3 separate regions of the Mus musculus genome follow, and all the other regions are linked to region 1. The links are chromatin contacts, called in public HiChIP or PLAC-seq and Micro-C maps. All regions are on one chromosome and are shown on one strand. The core of a region is the stretch at or near the end of the contact, and the rest is flanking DNA. Distances in the headings are between cores, read along the strand shown. Region 1 overlaps Pde4b (phosphodiesterase 4B, cAMP specific). Region 2 has its middle 26 kb from the start of Pde4b. Region 3 holds the start of Pde4b (phosphodiesterase 4B, cAMP specific).

Region 1 (5,008 bases), core at 1,255-3,754:
GGAAGAGGCTTTGTACCCCACCTACCCTGTCAGCCCAAGGTGCATTCCTGATTGAACTTTTCCTCCCTTCTTTCCTGGGGGAAAAGCATCTCTTTGGAACAGAGCTTGCTGGCTCCTCTTCAAAGCACCATGACAGAGGAAACAGGGCATCCTTAGATGCTGGTGTGTGTATGGTGGCAGTAGGGTCCTTCTTACTCTGAAACTCTCTCATGGACTGATCAGTAACAGAGCAGAAGTGAGCCCGCTCTAAAATGTTAGCTCAGAGTTCACCTCGGTGGGGAGTAAAGAGAGAAGCCGCCCTGGGGTTTTAACTAATATTTTCTGACTTCTCTCAAGCTGGGACTTTCCAGGTTGATGTAACACCCAGCCGCTTCCCCATGTTGGGGGCTTCACTGCGTAACTTCTCCAAATCACTCTGGGATTTACAGAGAATATTCTGCAGTGGCTTTGCCTGCCTCACAGCGTCAGCAGCTGTTGTGTGGTCCCTTATTTTGTGATATTTGATGCAACCTGCGGATCTAAAACTCTGTGGTGATATTTTCTCTAGGAAAGCCATGAATCTCTAGAGTCACCAAGATGAAACCAGGGACTAACCAGAAGAGAACAAGAGCAGACAATCTTTACATTCCCGTTGGTTTGCATGCCATGTGTGTGTGTGTGTGTGTGTGTGTGTGTGTGTGTGTGTGTGTCTAGAGTGCTGGCCTTGTCCACTGCCTAACTTGCAAAGTTATTAAAAATGTATCAATGAATGAAAGGAGGCGTGCATTGAGACCCAGAAATTCTCAGTCCCTCAAGCTTCCAGTCCTTGCTGATGGTTGTCTGAGGCAGGAAGCAATGAAAGTTGAATAGAGTTAACACTGAAGAGCCACGCAGGTTTAGCTGAAGCAGAAACTACTAGCTGCCTCACTTGTTAGCAAGGTCCCTAGTGGGAAGGTGGCAGGGCAAAGCAGTTATGCAGGGGGTAAATGAGAGGATACCATTTTTTAAAGAAGATCTCTCCACTGAACTGTTTTCTTCACTGTTGGTCAGATGAATGTCTTGGGCGAAGCTGAGCACAGTGGCAGGGGTGTGATGTATAACAGCCCAATGAGAATGTGTTGTGACCACCAGAGAAAAGGCTCATCAGAATTATCTGGGAAAGTGAGACTAAGTTATGCACAATGAAATTTTTACCTTACATTAAAATTTTCAGTGTTGAAATGATCTGAGTGTTCTGTGTAGTTGGAAAGGTCCTCTTTGCTATCACTAAGTAGCCAAATTTGGTCACATTTGGCTTACTTTTATGGAACAAAGGAGCCTCAGCAAAACTGAATTCCAGAGCTGAAAGGGAACATAAATGTAACGCCTTACAGAGGGTGGAAGACTGCGAAGAAGAGCTTTGGAACTGGAGGCGCATGGTTCCAATTCTGCCAGTCTCACTTGCTAGTCTTTTTACTTAACTGCCCAGAGATTCAGTTTTACAGTATAGAGGTGGGTCTCATCTCACCAGGTTTAGTATCCCCAAAGCGCTTAAGAAAGCGCCTGCCAGGAAGCAGGAATCCTGTGAGCGATCCCTTACTAACACCTACTTCATGGTTGCAAAACCAAATCTGTGTCCCTACTTGTGTTTCAGAGCTGACCCAAAGGCTTTTATTTACAAAGTCTGAACTTGACTTCAGAGCACAGATGGCAGAGCCTCTGTCCTGTGAAGTGAGTGTTATTTGGTAACATAGGTGCCAGTCTGTGGAGAAGGTGAAGAAAGGCCTGTCTGGTAGGGGGAAAGCAAATGGCCTTTAGGGTTTCTTACACCTGGACCGGGCAGTGCTTCCTTGTTTGTTTATGTTTTTCCTTGACCTACCTGTGGCCTAAAGAAATGGAAGGATTCATAAGTGGAGCAGATTTTCCCTGCGCTTCTTAGGGCAGGTGGACAGGAACTGCTACTGTACCTAACAAAAACAGTCTTGGTCTTTGCCTCAGTTTTCTTGACCCTTAAATATTAGCAATAGGCCAAGAGGAATTTCAAAATTTTAGAGACACTTGCAGCCAGGTGAATTAGTGTTAAAGAACATTTTCTTTTTCAAACTTAAAAAAAAAAGTAAAACTGGTAAGAAGACGGAGCAGGGGAACGGGAGCTTGAAGGACAGGGGCATGGTTTCTGGTGTCAGGAAGAATGCCTGGACCCCTCAGTGACCAGTCCAAGTTAAAGGTTAGGCATGTATGCCAGCCGGCTGGCCCCTCTTAGATTTGTACATTAATTGTTGTTTTGAGTTTTGCCAGCTCTCCTTACCTGGAAGAATTGTCTTCCCCTTCAGCAAAAAATGCGTTAGAGCATGAGTTCATCTGCCAAAAAACAGCCTGCTGTTTTGAAAACAGGATGCCTGAGCTCTGCCCCTCCAAAAAAAGAGGAACGGAAAGAGAAACAGTATAGAAAGGAAGAAAGCAAACAGCCCCACAGGGATCCCCAGGCCAAGTGCGGCACAAACAGTGACCTCTCTTTCCGACCTTCTCTATGGCTCAGTTCCTGAGCTCCTGTCACCAAAGCCAACCCACGTCATCAGAGCAGGATAGGAGGAATGGCACAGCTGCTGTGAGGGTGACTAGAATTTCCTGTCGCCTTCCTGACCAACGCAGTCAGAGAAGTACAGGGTTGCAACAACAGTGGCTGAGGAAGGATGGGCCCAGAACAATCCCGGGGAGGTGGGGCGGGACTGGGAAGGGATGGGAGGTGTTCCTTCCCACTCTGGACAGAGAAGCATAGTCGTTCATCCAGGATTTTCAGGTGAAAAGCATCAAAAGGCTTATTAGTACCTGGTATAGTGGATATAGAAAGATGAACATACTGTATCTTCAACTGCAGCTACATTCAAATGATTAGTCACAGCCCCAGATACCCTCCAAACACCCTGCGGTGGGACGTTGTTTTCTTTCTCTATCAGCTTTGCCTGGGACAGGTTTGGACCCAGATGATGAAATTGGACGTTCTGAAATTGGAAAGTCCAGTCTCGGATACCAAAGCTTCCTTTGGACTAAGGAGCTGGAGTAGAGTCCTTGAGTCAACGTTTGCTGCGGCACTTCACCAGCTGGGAGTGGGGGATAAATGGCACTTTCTTGAGGCATCCTGAAATCCCATACAGACACCATTACTGGAAAAGTGAGTCCTCCTGGCTGTGCAGGCTTAGTTCTCCAGCTCCACTCTGAGAACTTGTACCAGCCTGGGCTCCTTGGACGGAAGGGACTAACTAAAGTCACTCAATTCTACCAGCCTGGAGGCACTAGGAAACCTGAATGTGTAATTCTGGGAGGTGATCATGACCGAGGCAAGACAAGCGTTCTAAAGTTGAAGGGAGTCATTTTCTGTACCCCTGAACAATCAATCAGTAACTATGGGAAACACGGTGCCTAACGGAATTGAAAGGAAATAGATCTCATTGGCCAGTAGATGCATCTCAGAACTCTCCCAGGAGAAGGGATGCAGGTTGTTGAAGGATTAATCGATGATGATGGTGAGAAAGGAGTTTCCCTTAACACAGAGGGGCCTTTTATTGCTCCCTGGGTTTGAAGGAAGCCTTAGTATGGTTTCTTCCAGCTGTGCAGAAGGGCTTCATCAGACCAAAAAAAAAAAATGGGTTTCCTACTAGACCTTACTGTGCCTCTGGCCAGACTCCTCATTCCCTGCCCAAATGGCTTTTACCCTTCTTCCAAGGGCCTCTATGTGGGTGTGCTTCCACACAGGTACACACGCAGAGGCCCCAGGCACAGCCATGTAGCAGCAACACGGGACTGGGGAGAAGGTATGTGGGCTGTGGCAGAGGCTCACACGAGCTTACCTGGGAGGTCCTGAGTGGTGAAACAGGGAGAGAGTAGGATGTAGTCCAAGTTAATGGAGGCTAAGCTCTAGTTGACCTCCTAGACTATGATGGACTATCTGTGAAGTTAGCAGTTTAGGAGATAGCTTAAGTGACGTTCTTAAGCATTTAGGCTTGTAGAATGCACCCTGACAGATGTTGGGGATGATCTTGCTCTAAAGAATAAAGCGAGCATTGGTTCTGACCAGCAGGAGGGGAGGTGTGCATTCCTTGACCCAGTTTTCTCTCTTTGCTAGCTCAGCCTAAAGTGAGAAAATCTGAGTATAAGCCACGAGTTTAAGTTCTAGCTCTACCTTTACTGGGGATATTTTTCAGAGCAATTGAATAATTTTTTAAAAATCTTTTTATTTCCTTATTATAAAACAAAGTAGTTGGAATAGATTATTTTTGCGGTTTACTTCAGGTCTCCAATTTTTTGTTGGTAGACAGCCCGTGTCTCACACAGGGGTAGATGACTGCATGCTAACTCCTTTACCCTCATTCGTCTGTGAATATACAGACTCTTTGAGATAGGCACTATCTATGGGTGGTTAAAGTGGGATTTAGCTGAAATAACTTGATAAGCATGAATAAAATCACCATGCCTGGAAATGTAGCTCATTAGTAGAGTGCTTGTAACCATTCAGGGGGCTTTGAGATCCAACCCTAATTATAACACAAATGTGCATATGTGCATGTGCACGCTTGCATGCACACACACACACACATACACACGCACATGCACGCACACTCATACACACAAGAGGTTTTAATTCCAGGTGCTGGGGCTATGGCCCAGTGGTAGTATGCTTGGCTAACACACATGAAGCTTTAGACTTGATGGGGTTGGGAGAGCATCAGAAATCCTGGTCTGGATCCCAATGAGACAAATAAATGGAAGGGAAGTGTAGCGGGGCTTAGTGATCCTTCACCGTGAATTGGTGGTGTTTGGTTGGAGGTCTTATCCTGTTTGGTTAGGTTTGGTTCAGATTTCTAGTGTGCAGTTACATTGTTCTTGTAGCCTAGCCATTAATTTCAGACTCTGCTTGGCTGGAAAGTAGTCCTTCTAACACAGGTAAGGGGGAAAACTGTGATAGTTCTAGAAAGGAGTGGATGACCACTCATGAAAATGGAATTGTCAGACATGTCTGTCAGTGTCAGACTCATCCCTTACATTTTGTGGA
Region 2 (5,008 bases), core at 1,856-4,355, 340 kb before region 1:
TGTTTGCCTGTTTTATTTTCCAACACTAGAGGGCAGCATGGTTGCACTGTTTATTTCCTAGAGCCTCAACAAAGTTGTGTGTGTGTGTGTGTGTGTGTGTGTGTGTGTGTGTGTGTCTTTAAATGCAGGGGCTATTCATCACTTACATGACATTCATTTTCATACACAATGCTAAAGCATTACCCTTTGATGAGCTTTTATTCACATTTCAGGTTTGCTTTATTGTTCCTGACTGTAACAATTGTCCAGTTCTAAGCAGATGACTAGGTATGCCTGTGTTTTATAGTATTCGCTTAGATTGCACTTTTCAATTATGCTCCGGGGACGTAGAGGGGAGGTGGGCTGCTTGAACATCCAGGATGAGCAACTCACAGTGCGACTGAGCTTCCTATCAGATATGTCACACGTGTCAGCAAGAGCCGAAAACGGCGGCCAGGTATTCTGGCAGGTTCCAAGGAAAGAATTTATTTGAAGGTGTGGTGTAGAGATTCAATATTAGCAATAATAAGTACTGTTGTAGGTTACTATTATCCTAGAAGATTCAGCCTTACTTATGGTTTAGAAAACTTTTGAAAAGTAGATATTATTTTCTTCATTTTTAGGGATGGGAAGGAAGGCAGGAACTTGGCTCGTTCATCTCTTGACGTTCATCTCAGTGCAGCACCGGTGACCAAAAGACATGCTTTCCCCACTACTCCACACTGCCTCTCCACCATCAGTATAGGTCTGAATTCAATGACTGAATGAGACAGTAATGTGATTCATTCAAAAGTCCCCATCTTCTAATACATCGAGTTCATGGCTTTGGCTTCCCTAAGCATAATATGATGCATCACGTGTGCCGTATTTTATTACTGCATCCATGGGTGCACTACTTATGTCTTTTCTCAGGGCCTGGAATGCTGACCTCAAGAGAACTTTGCAGATGATCCCGGAAGACTGCTGTACCTTTTCAGAGCTACAGTCCCACTGTTCCCTTGAATCAAGAACTTGAGTGGGGTACTTGCTTGTAACTTTAATTTTTTTAAGATCTATTTTTAACGGTGGTTCTTAAACGATTTAAACTCCTTTCTAGCTCACCACCCTCCAGAGATAGTGGAAAAGAAAGGATACCCGGGAAGTGGACCTGTTTAAGAAGGGTTCTTTGGAGCAACTCCCGTCTGTATTGTTTGGAAATCCGCAGTTCAGTTCACAGGTCAGCAGCAGCAGCTTGATCCATTTGCAAACATTTCACAGATACACCAGCAGTCCAGCTTGGCAGAATTGGGTTAGCAACAGCAGTGATGTGATCTAGCAGAGATAGCCAGGCCTCCGCCTGGCACAAGTCAACAAGAGGGACCAGGAGGAACATCAGGAGAAGTTCTTGGCTGTGCCTCTCTCAGTAAAGATCAGTGCAGACTAGAGACCAACAAGGGTTGCACAAGCTAGCTCCATAAGCAAGCCTAGCTCTGCCTCTGTCACTGGTGGTTGAGTCCTCTTTATACGTCCTCCAAACCTCCTGTGTCCTCCATGAGTTTTGCCTCAGCATGTGAGTCTGTCTCAGCTGACATCACTTTCCCAATCAGCCTGAGTCCAAAGAAGTAGCAATAAACTGTAGCATACCACCAGAACTTTTTTGGTGTATTTCTCTGTATGGTATCCTGACAAATGCAGTTCAACTATGCAATGTAAGATGGACCAATACATGTGTGTTGTTAGCAAAGAATCCTTCATCACGTGTCCTTTCATGTGCTTGCTTTAGCAGAACATCCTCTCTCCTGTGTCTGCTTCAGTGAAACGTTCCTTCACGAGTCTGCCTTAGCCTTTCATGTGTATCCACTTTAATGAAACGTCCCTTCATGTGTTTGCCCCAGCAAAACACCATTCAACGTGAATGATTTTCCAAAAACCCTTTAAAGTTTCCACTTCAGATTTTAGTCTCTCATTACTGTTTTCTGGTTTTGGGGCATTGAACAAACTTCCTCAAACTCAAAATTGTCATCTTTAAGGGAAATAAAGGTAAAAATAAATGTTGTTTCTCAGGACTGTGAAGGATATATTTGTGTATATATGTGAATATGCATATATTTTACACACATGTACACTTACACAGAGAGATAGACAGATAAAGAGAGACAGGCACATACAGAGCAAGAGAGTGAGAGAGACAGACAGACAGATGGACAGACCGACTGACAGAAATATTTTGAGAATATTTTAAACAAAGTGCCCCCAAACTCCACTCAAAAGCCTTCTGCAACTTTGAGCAGTGTCCCCGGAGGCCACTAGGTGTCTCTAGAAAGCTTGAAGTTAGGGAAGAAGAAACCAAAAAAAAAAAAAAAAAAAAAAAAAAAATCTACTGAACAGACTTCACAAACTGAAGCTCTGTGAAATCATGGAGTCCTTGCAGTCACTCCTTCCTCACTCTGAGGGAAGCTTCCAGTTCAGAGCTGCCTGCACTTTTGATTTACCTAGTTATCTCAACTCAGCAAGCGTCGATTGGGTATTTGGATGCACTAGGGAAGTAGCTGCTGTTGTTAAGGGCATACAAAATATACCGTTACAGGCACTACAGACTGAGTGATGAGAAAAAGAGAGACTAATGTTTTGTCCCAAAGCTTCTCTGCCAAGATGGCATATGTAGAACATACCAGCCGTATGGAGAAAGTATAATGATTGCCAAGGAAAAATAAAGCCTGCAGGTTAGAGATTAGGGAGAGCCACTTTCTGGAGAGACACAGAAAGCTGCCTTCGAGGAGGTAAAAACTGAGCAGAGATCTAGATGAGGTAATTAATGAGCCACTGAGAGACTCACAAAAGTAAAAGGGACCAGAAAGTCAAGGGCTTTCAAATGAAGGAGTGTGCTTGACATGTTTGTAAAACAGAGAGGAGGTCAGGACAGTCCATGCCAACTGTAGGAGGTTTCTATATAATTCGCTGCCTCTTGAGAGATAATATTTATTATAAAATTATAATTTTATAGTTCTTCCTTAATCGGCATTCATAATCAGATTAATGATAGTAATTAGTACTTCCAGAGTACTTTGCTATCTGCTAGGTTCAACCCTACAACCTTGACAAGTAAATGTAACCGCTTGCTGTCGTTCAGAGACTTTAACAGCAGCTCTCTTTCGGCAACACCCACAGTGAGCTGGTTATGTGGTACTTTCATTTCCAAGTGCAGGTGCAGGGTCATCCCAGGGATGAAAATGCATAAGCATGCGGTGCGGCTCCTCGAGTCTCTAAGAGGGATTCTGTGTACTGTGCACCATGAAGGAAAGGCTTGGTTTCATTTAGGGAGGAGGATGACAGTGGAGGCAGAAAGAGCATCGACTTGCAGAAACAGAGGCATGGGAGCTCAGATGAGCACGGAGTACACAGGAATTGGTCTGCAGTTAGTTGTGACTGAGTGTCTGTAACAGACAATATCAGAGTTTGCCCCTTCTCTACTGCATAGGGAGGTCTGCTTCTGCAATGTCAGATGCCTTCCAGCGATGCCTGATTGGGCAGAGGTGGAAACTTGACCCAAATGTACTAAGGGACGTTTGCCTTATGGGAGTTATCTTAAACATAGACCGTGTGACTGGATAACATTTTCTCTTTCAAGCCTGGAGCAAGTACTGAGATTTGCTATTCCATGCAGGTACTCAAAGCAAGCAGGTTACCCACAGTGGATGTTCAAGAAGTCATTTGAGATACTCTGGAAACCGATTAGGGGGGATCCACTGAAATAGAAATCTAGAGCAAGGGAAGATAAGAACCAGACTGAAGTACTATAGGGTCTAAACAACAAACTGGGGCAGGAGGTCTGTAGGTTCTATTTCAATTGGTTTCCACTTCTTTTGCCTCAGCCAAGTTTTTAATTGGGTTCTACATTTCCAATAAATGTATTTAATTCAAAGCCACATGATAGGCTAGTCAGCCATTTAAAGCCATATTTTTAAATAATATTCACTGCTATGAAAATGTGTCAAGACTATATCACTCTTAAGTTAAAATAAGCTGTAAAATGTTATGATAATACCAGGAATTTCAAAATTCAGGAGAGTGCTCTAGAGCCCAGAGAGGGCAGAGTACTGACTTAGGATATGATACAGAAGTGTCTTGGAACCAGAGGCAGCCCAGGGTAAGGTATCTAGGGAGGGAGAGCCATAGTAGACAGCCATGGGGGAGGGTTCAGTCAAAGATGTATTGACCTAATGCTTGTTGTTGCAGATAGCAGTGGACCCTTAGAGGAAGCCAAGAGACAACTTGTAGCTATAAATAGCATTCCCACAGAGGAAAATGACATCTCGGCCCTTCCACAACTTAGTCATCTCTTGAACATTGTACAAAGAAAAGTGACCCAAACAACAACAGCAAAAAAAACCTCAACAAACAAACTAACTTGAGAAGTGCATGTCCTACAGCAAAAACAACAACAGGAAAAATGGAGACAAGGCATTGCCAGAAATTAGTAACCTCACAAGTTTCCATTGTGTTCTGTTCAGATGAGCTCACTCTTAAAGGGACAGTCTTACATAATTTTCTACAAATTATAAATGTATGTGCTATATTTTTTAGTAGGGGCATAGAAGATAAGACATGAAGTTTCTATACTTTTATTTAGAGATAGGCTTTGGAAGGTGAGCAGGGAAACCTGGAGGAATGAGAACAGCCGGGGCAACGTGAATTGATGCTTGCTCAGAAAGTAAAGGTATCCTAGCCCTCTGCAGAACAGGGAGAACAAAGCTTTGACTGTCCAATTAATTAGATCAGCATTGCCTGATCTGTGGTTACAAGACTTAAGAGAGATTGGTGCGGGATCTTTTCTCAAAGAGTCACAAAGCATGTACTGTTGTCAGAGTGAACGCAGTGCAAAGGGATGCCTCTTTGGGATAAACACAGACACATTTTATAAAGAAAAAACAAATCACATTACCCACTTTCACAGGCCTAAAAACAAAATGGTGATGAACAGTTCCAAGGACATGATTGGGCCTCTTCTCTTCTCTTCTCTTCTCTTCTCTTCTCTTCTCTTCTCTTCTCT
Region 3 (5,008 bases), core at 1,275-3,774, 320 kb before region 1:
CTGAGATATACTATAGATGGACTTTTCAAGAATTCACAAGGGTATATATTTATAAACTGATGAAGTGGGACTACTAATTTCTCCTTTTGAGGTGCCAAAGGAATTACGGAGATAGGAAGGTTCCCTTTTGGTTTACTGGATGTTTCTTAAGCACAGGATGCCAGTATTTGAACCTTTAACACTTCCCACAAGGCTTGGTCGCCAGCTCGTGATGCTCCTGGGGCACTGAAGTTCAAGGGAGGAAAACTGGACCACAGGGGACATGGCCTCGAGACCCCAGCCCTGCTTTTCTCTCTGTTTATTTATAAACATTATAAGTATGAAAAATTCAGGCTATCGGAGAGTCTGATTATCTTTTAAATTTTGCATTCTAGTTAACCTTCTTGGTTACCCTTGTTTCCTCCAGGGGTAGGTAGGGATATCAGGTTATATATATAGCTTTGAGACCATTGGCAGACTGAAGACAGGTATGTGGGATGCCATCAAGAGGTGATATAAGCAGCATTCTCCTATCAGAACCTCAATTTACACTTAGCGATATTAGGGCTACACAATTTGCCATTACTTTTTTTTTTTCTGAGAAGACATTCCTAAAATTCTTATTTATCTCGTCAGCTTTGAAAATTAACTATGAGAAATGGCTTTAATGAATCCCACTTGCTATTTTATTTTTGCTAATAGGTCACTGTGAATCATGATAGAATCATATAATCTCAGGTCCCAGTTTTAAAAAAATAGTATTTTGGGTAAAAGACTTGCTGCAGAATTTAGCAAATAGTGGGTAGCGTTAACCACATTTTCTCCATATTATCAACATTCTATCTTTTCAAGATACTCAAAATACTTTCAGACCCCAAGAAGCTGCACTAAGGCCTGCCTAGACAAAAGCACTTTATAATGAAATAAACAGTGCTACCAGGAGTCAGGAAACTGGAGTGGGAGATGTAGTGATGACATCAGTCACCAGGATGGATTTGGATGAGTCCCTTCAGTCCCCTGGCTCTGTTTCCTGGTTTGAGAAATCATTCATAAACCAGGAACATTCAGCCCCATCTAAGATTTCACGACTGCACATCTGTTCACCATGTACTTTAGTTAGTTGTTTAGATCTGCACATCTGTTCACCGTGCTCTTTAGTTAGTTGTTTAGATCATGATGGGTTTTCAGAAGTGGTACTTAAAAGTCAGTAGTTTAAGTTCCAGTTCCTTCCCTAAGGTTTGCAGTGGGATGCCTTTCTCCTACCCAGAGGCGATGTTCTGCCGTTATTTAGCCCTCTAATCTTCAGCACATTTTTAGTGTGTGACAGACATATAGAGAGATTTATACAGCTGGACGACCCTACACATTAGTGTGAAAATGAATGTCTGATTTTCACTGAAGTCCTACTGTGCATCTTTACCTTTTCTGTCATTCTTGCTGATTAATCCTATCGTACTTTGCCACATTTATTTGAGATCAACCTGGATCCAATGACCATCACTGTGAATAAATATTTTACAACATGCAATGGACCTCATTATACTTCAGTATGCCTTTAAATATATAGAAGCTGTGCTCTCATGCCCAAGAAGAGAAAAAGAAAAAAGGAAAAAAAAAGGCAAAAAGAAAAGAAAAGCCAAGCCTAGCCAGGTTGAAGACATTCCTTGACTCCATGGCTTCTCACAAGCAATGTAGAAACCCACTCTCTGGTGCACACAGGCACAAAGATACACACCTTGTGCACCTCTCAGCACACACACAAACACATGCACAGTACCTAACTTGGGGTGCATGTTTTTTCTGGCTCTTACTTCCATTTCAGATTAGGGGTGCTTTGGCCATCAGAAGAGGCATTCAGTATCAAGTGGCTTATGTGGGCAGATTGCAAACAATGAGCCTAAAGAGAACAATGAGAGTAATGTTTATTGGAATAAAAATTAGGTTTTGAATTCCTTGGGGAAATGAACCAAAGCCAATGTTTTCCTGTTAAGTGACATTTTGTTTTTTTAACTGATGCTGCTTGGGATCTTCTAAAGAAGGAAGTGGGGTGGGGGTAGGGGGGGGGGAACTTCAGCAATTCAGCTCTTTGATTCAGAAATGGAATCTGAAAAGCTGTTTTATTGAGGCTTTTGGCAATCCCTGACTTAATCAGTTTTGACTGTGACAAAGACGATAGCCTCACGAATTTAGTGCAAATCCGAGCAGTGGAGGGTATTTTTCAGGGGGGAGATAGCCCAGTTGTTTAAAGAATCCTGGGCCAATAGCGTTTGATAGGCGGAGTTACGGCGGTGCTTTGCTGAGCAAGATAATTCTGAATGAAGACTTTAAAAGCACATGCTGGATGGGCTCTGGTTCCGCCCTTTGTGCAGACAAAAGTGACTGGGTGGCCAGGCTTTGCTTACTGTCCGAGTTAATGCAGCTTGTTTGATAAGGTTTTCTTTAAAAAAAAAAATACATATAAAGGATTTATCAAAAGCCCTCATGAATATTTCATGAGTTGATATATTCAGCTGAATGGATTCAGTGAGTCTCAGTGTGTAACTTGCAGACAAACCCCATCCACAAGGAGGCTGGTGACAGAGGAAGCACTTTGGCGCATTTTCAGAGGCAAAGGCAGCCTGATAAAGCTCCTTGTGACAGGCTGTCTTGCCAGTCTCCCAGTATGCTCCTCTTGCTCTGAAGTGCTCCAGGATTGAAACCACAGCTTCCCAAATTAGCCTGGGAAGAGTGTGCGGACCCAGCAGCCTTTTAACCCGCGTCAGTGCCTTTGCTATGTTCAAGACTGCTGTTTTGGATGGTGAATGCTAGCTAGCACTCCATACGAGACATGACAGCAAAAAATTCTCCAAAAGAATTTACTGCTTCGGAATCTGAGGTTTGCATAAAGACTTTCAAGGAGCAGATGCGCTTGGAACTTGAGCTTCCAAAGCTACCAGGAAACAGACCTACATCTCCCAAAATTTCTCCACGCAGTTCACCAAGGAATTCACCATGCTTTTTCAGAAAGTTGCTGGTGAATAAAAGCATCCGACAGCGGCGTCGCTTCACGGTGGCTCATACATGGTAAGAGTGGACTTAAAGGCATCCCAGTGCTAGGCAGATTCTTGGCTTCTCAGTAGTGATTTAGAAAGGTTGAGAATGGAATGTCTGAGTTTTGCTCGGAATGCATAGCGCAAGTCTGAGTTGAAGGGGTACAGTAGGTCAGCTAAGAATACAGAAGTGTACAGTGTGCTTAAGTATCTTTGTGCTACCTGCTGTTTCCAGATAAAATAAGCCTCTGACCGTGGAGACTCTTCGAAGTGACTGCTTATAAAAATGTCTTTTGGAAAATAGGGAATTGAGGGACCTTTTAAAAGTAAGATTTTTGTTTCATTTCTGTTCTATGATTTTAGCAGTGGGGCTTTGTTTTTGTTTTGTTTTTGTGGTACAAGAATAGGTATTTTCATCTCAATTCTAATCTATTCCTTAAGATAACTTATAAAAGCCTCAATAAATGTGTTGTCTCATCATGACTATGGGGCATAACCAGAGTGAGCTTTCTCCTTACAAACTTTTATCTTTACATTACTTAAAGGGTAGGGAAACTAAGTTCTAACTTACAAAGTGTCACTGACAATCAGTTGTATTATGATTCCAAAAATTTTGTATCTTTTAGGTATGCCAAGTATAAGAGGTTAGTGTCTCTGTAGAAGCTGAGTTGAACTCCCTACCTCCAGCATATATTTTATTTACACTGGATGTAAAAACAGGAGGCTGGCCTCCTTAAAGCAGTGCAGTGAAGAAGCACAAGGAGAGAACCCCAACATTAAGTTACTTTGACCTGAAAAGCCTGGGCCACCTCAGGTTTCTTTGAAGGGATGTGTCTTTCAAATTAAGATAACCTTCCAAATTGGTATTTGCAGCTCAGTCTTATTTAATAGGCAACATGGCAAGAAAAGCAGGATGTGGTTTTTTAAGGTAATCCCCACAGCAATTTTGTGCCTACATGCTAGAGTGCCAGCTAGCATAATCAACCAAGGCCACTGGATATTCGAAAATTAATATGCACTGTGTTGTTTCCTCCTCACCAGGAAAAAAAAAATGTGCTCGCTCTGTGCACAATGTGTTGATTAATCATAGCTACCCATAGAAAGATGTAGCTCACTTTGACAAATAGCCAATGTTCTGCCAACATATACTTCACATAGTTAGAGATGATCTATTTTCTCTTGCTTCTGACTGTGGTGTGGTATTATTTCTTGGAGAACTGTTTGGTCATTTTGATGAAGCGTATGCTGTTATTTCATTGTGCTCGGTTGCCTGTAGAACACACGTGGTTAGGTTTTTCAAAGCCTACCAATGGTGATAGCATTTGTAGAAAGAGGGTGTTCATGTAAAACTATGTGCTGATTGGAAGCAGTCCTTTCTCTCATTCTTTGCCTCTCCTCCAACACATGTGACTTTATAGTTAATCTGCTGAGTGGTGTAACTGAATACAGGAAGATAAGCACGAGCATAGTTCTCATTAAAGGAACATATGTAGGGAAATATTTATTTAATGAATAAATGTATATGTCTTGCTAACTGAAGGACTAGCAAATCATTATATTGATATGAAGGACTTTTAATTTTAGGTGTATAATTTTCAAAGTCTGGATAATCTTCTTAAAGTTCTGATATTTTCACTAATGTGGAATTTTTGGTACTTTATAATCATGTGACCTTTCTTCTTCTTAGAATAGATTCTTGATGTGATAGAAGCACCGAGCTATAAATACTAGTGATTTTTTTTCTTTTCAAAAGAATGAAGTTTTAGAATGATTAAAGAGTCAGTTTTACTCATGCATTACACAAATTTTCTTGCAAGTTGCAAAAAGAACAATGTAATGATATGTGAGGTTACTTATGCTAATAAAATGATCTTTTAGATGAGTTAAAACAAAAGTTCCCACAATTGCCAAAAAAAGAAACAAGACATTGGCATAATGTAATTCAATACAGGCATAAAGAAGTCATTAATCATCAGACTTCTAAAACATCTGTAGGTACG

The links. A called contact is a pair of places that touch in the nucleus more often than the background predicts. HiChIP or PLAC-seq counts read pairs in DNA pulled down with a chosen protein or histone mark.
Region 2: an H3K4me3 HiChIP or PLAC-seq map of neural progenitor cells shows a contact between it and region 1, with 14 read pairs. The contact joins two enhancer-like sites. A contact is called at or near these places in 14 of 484 Hi-C or Micro-C datasets (the C2C12 cell line, brown adipocytes, cardiomyocytes and 8 more), 9 of 115 datasets of contacts at active chromatin or transcription factors (astrocytes, bone marrow-derived dendritic cells, cardiomyocytes and 6 more) and 4 of 9 other capture datasets (embryonic stem cells, liver, macrophages and 1 more).
Region 3: a Micro-C map of muscle stem cells shows a contact between it and region 1, with 3 times the contacts expected there. The contact joins the promoter of Pde4b here to the enhancer-like site in region 1. A contact is called at or near these places in 1 of 484 Hi-C or Micro-C datasets (muscle stem cells) and 3 of 115 datasets of contacts at active chromatin or transcription factors (astrocytes, embryonic midbrain and heart atrium).

Annotation. Positions count from the first base shown.
Region 1 is chr4:102,571,932-102,576,939 of GRCm38.p6, forward strand. All of the region lies in intron 6 of Pde4b (phosphodiesterase 4B, cAMP specific), which reads left to right. Among named protein-coding and RNA genes, the nearest start is that of Gm52667, 5.0 kb to the left of the region's middle. Within about 2 kb of position 2,505, at least 146 of the 459 cell types and tissues checked have an H3K27ac peak or open chromatin away from gene starts, as enhancers often do. A contact at or near this core is called in astrocytes, heart atrium, muscle stem cells and 1 more, where this site is marked.
Region 2 is chr4:102,226,851-102,231,858 of GRCm38.p6, forward strand. It overlaps a transcript of Pde4b not described here. Among named protein-coding and RNA genes, the nearest start is that of Pde4b, 26 kb to the right of the region's middle. Within about 2 kb of position 3,106, at least 15 of the 459 cell types and tissues checked have an H3K27ac peak or open chromatin away from gene starts, as enhancers often do. A contact at or near this core is called in neural progenitor cells, where this site is marked.
Region 3 is chr4:102,252,415-102,257,422 of GRCm38.p6, forward strand. Pde4b (phosphodiesterase 4B, cAMP specific) reads left to right here and starts at 2,525. Exons shown (of 15, transcript NM_019840.2): 1 at 2,525-3,042. The coding sequence starts at 2,807.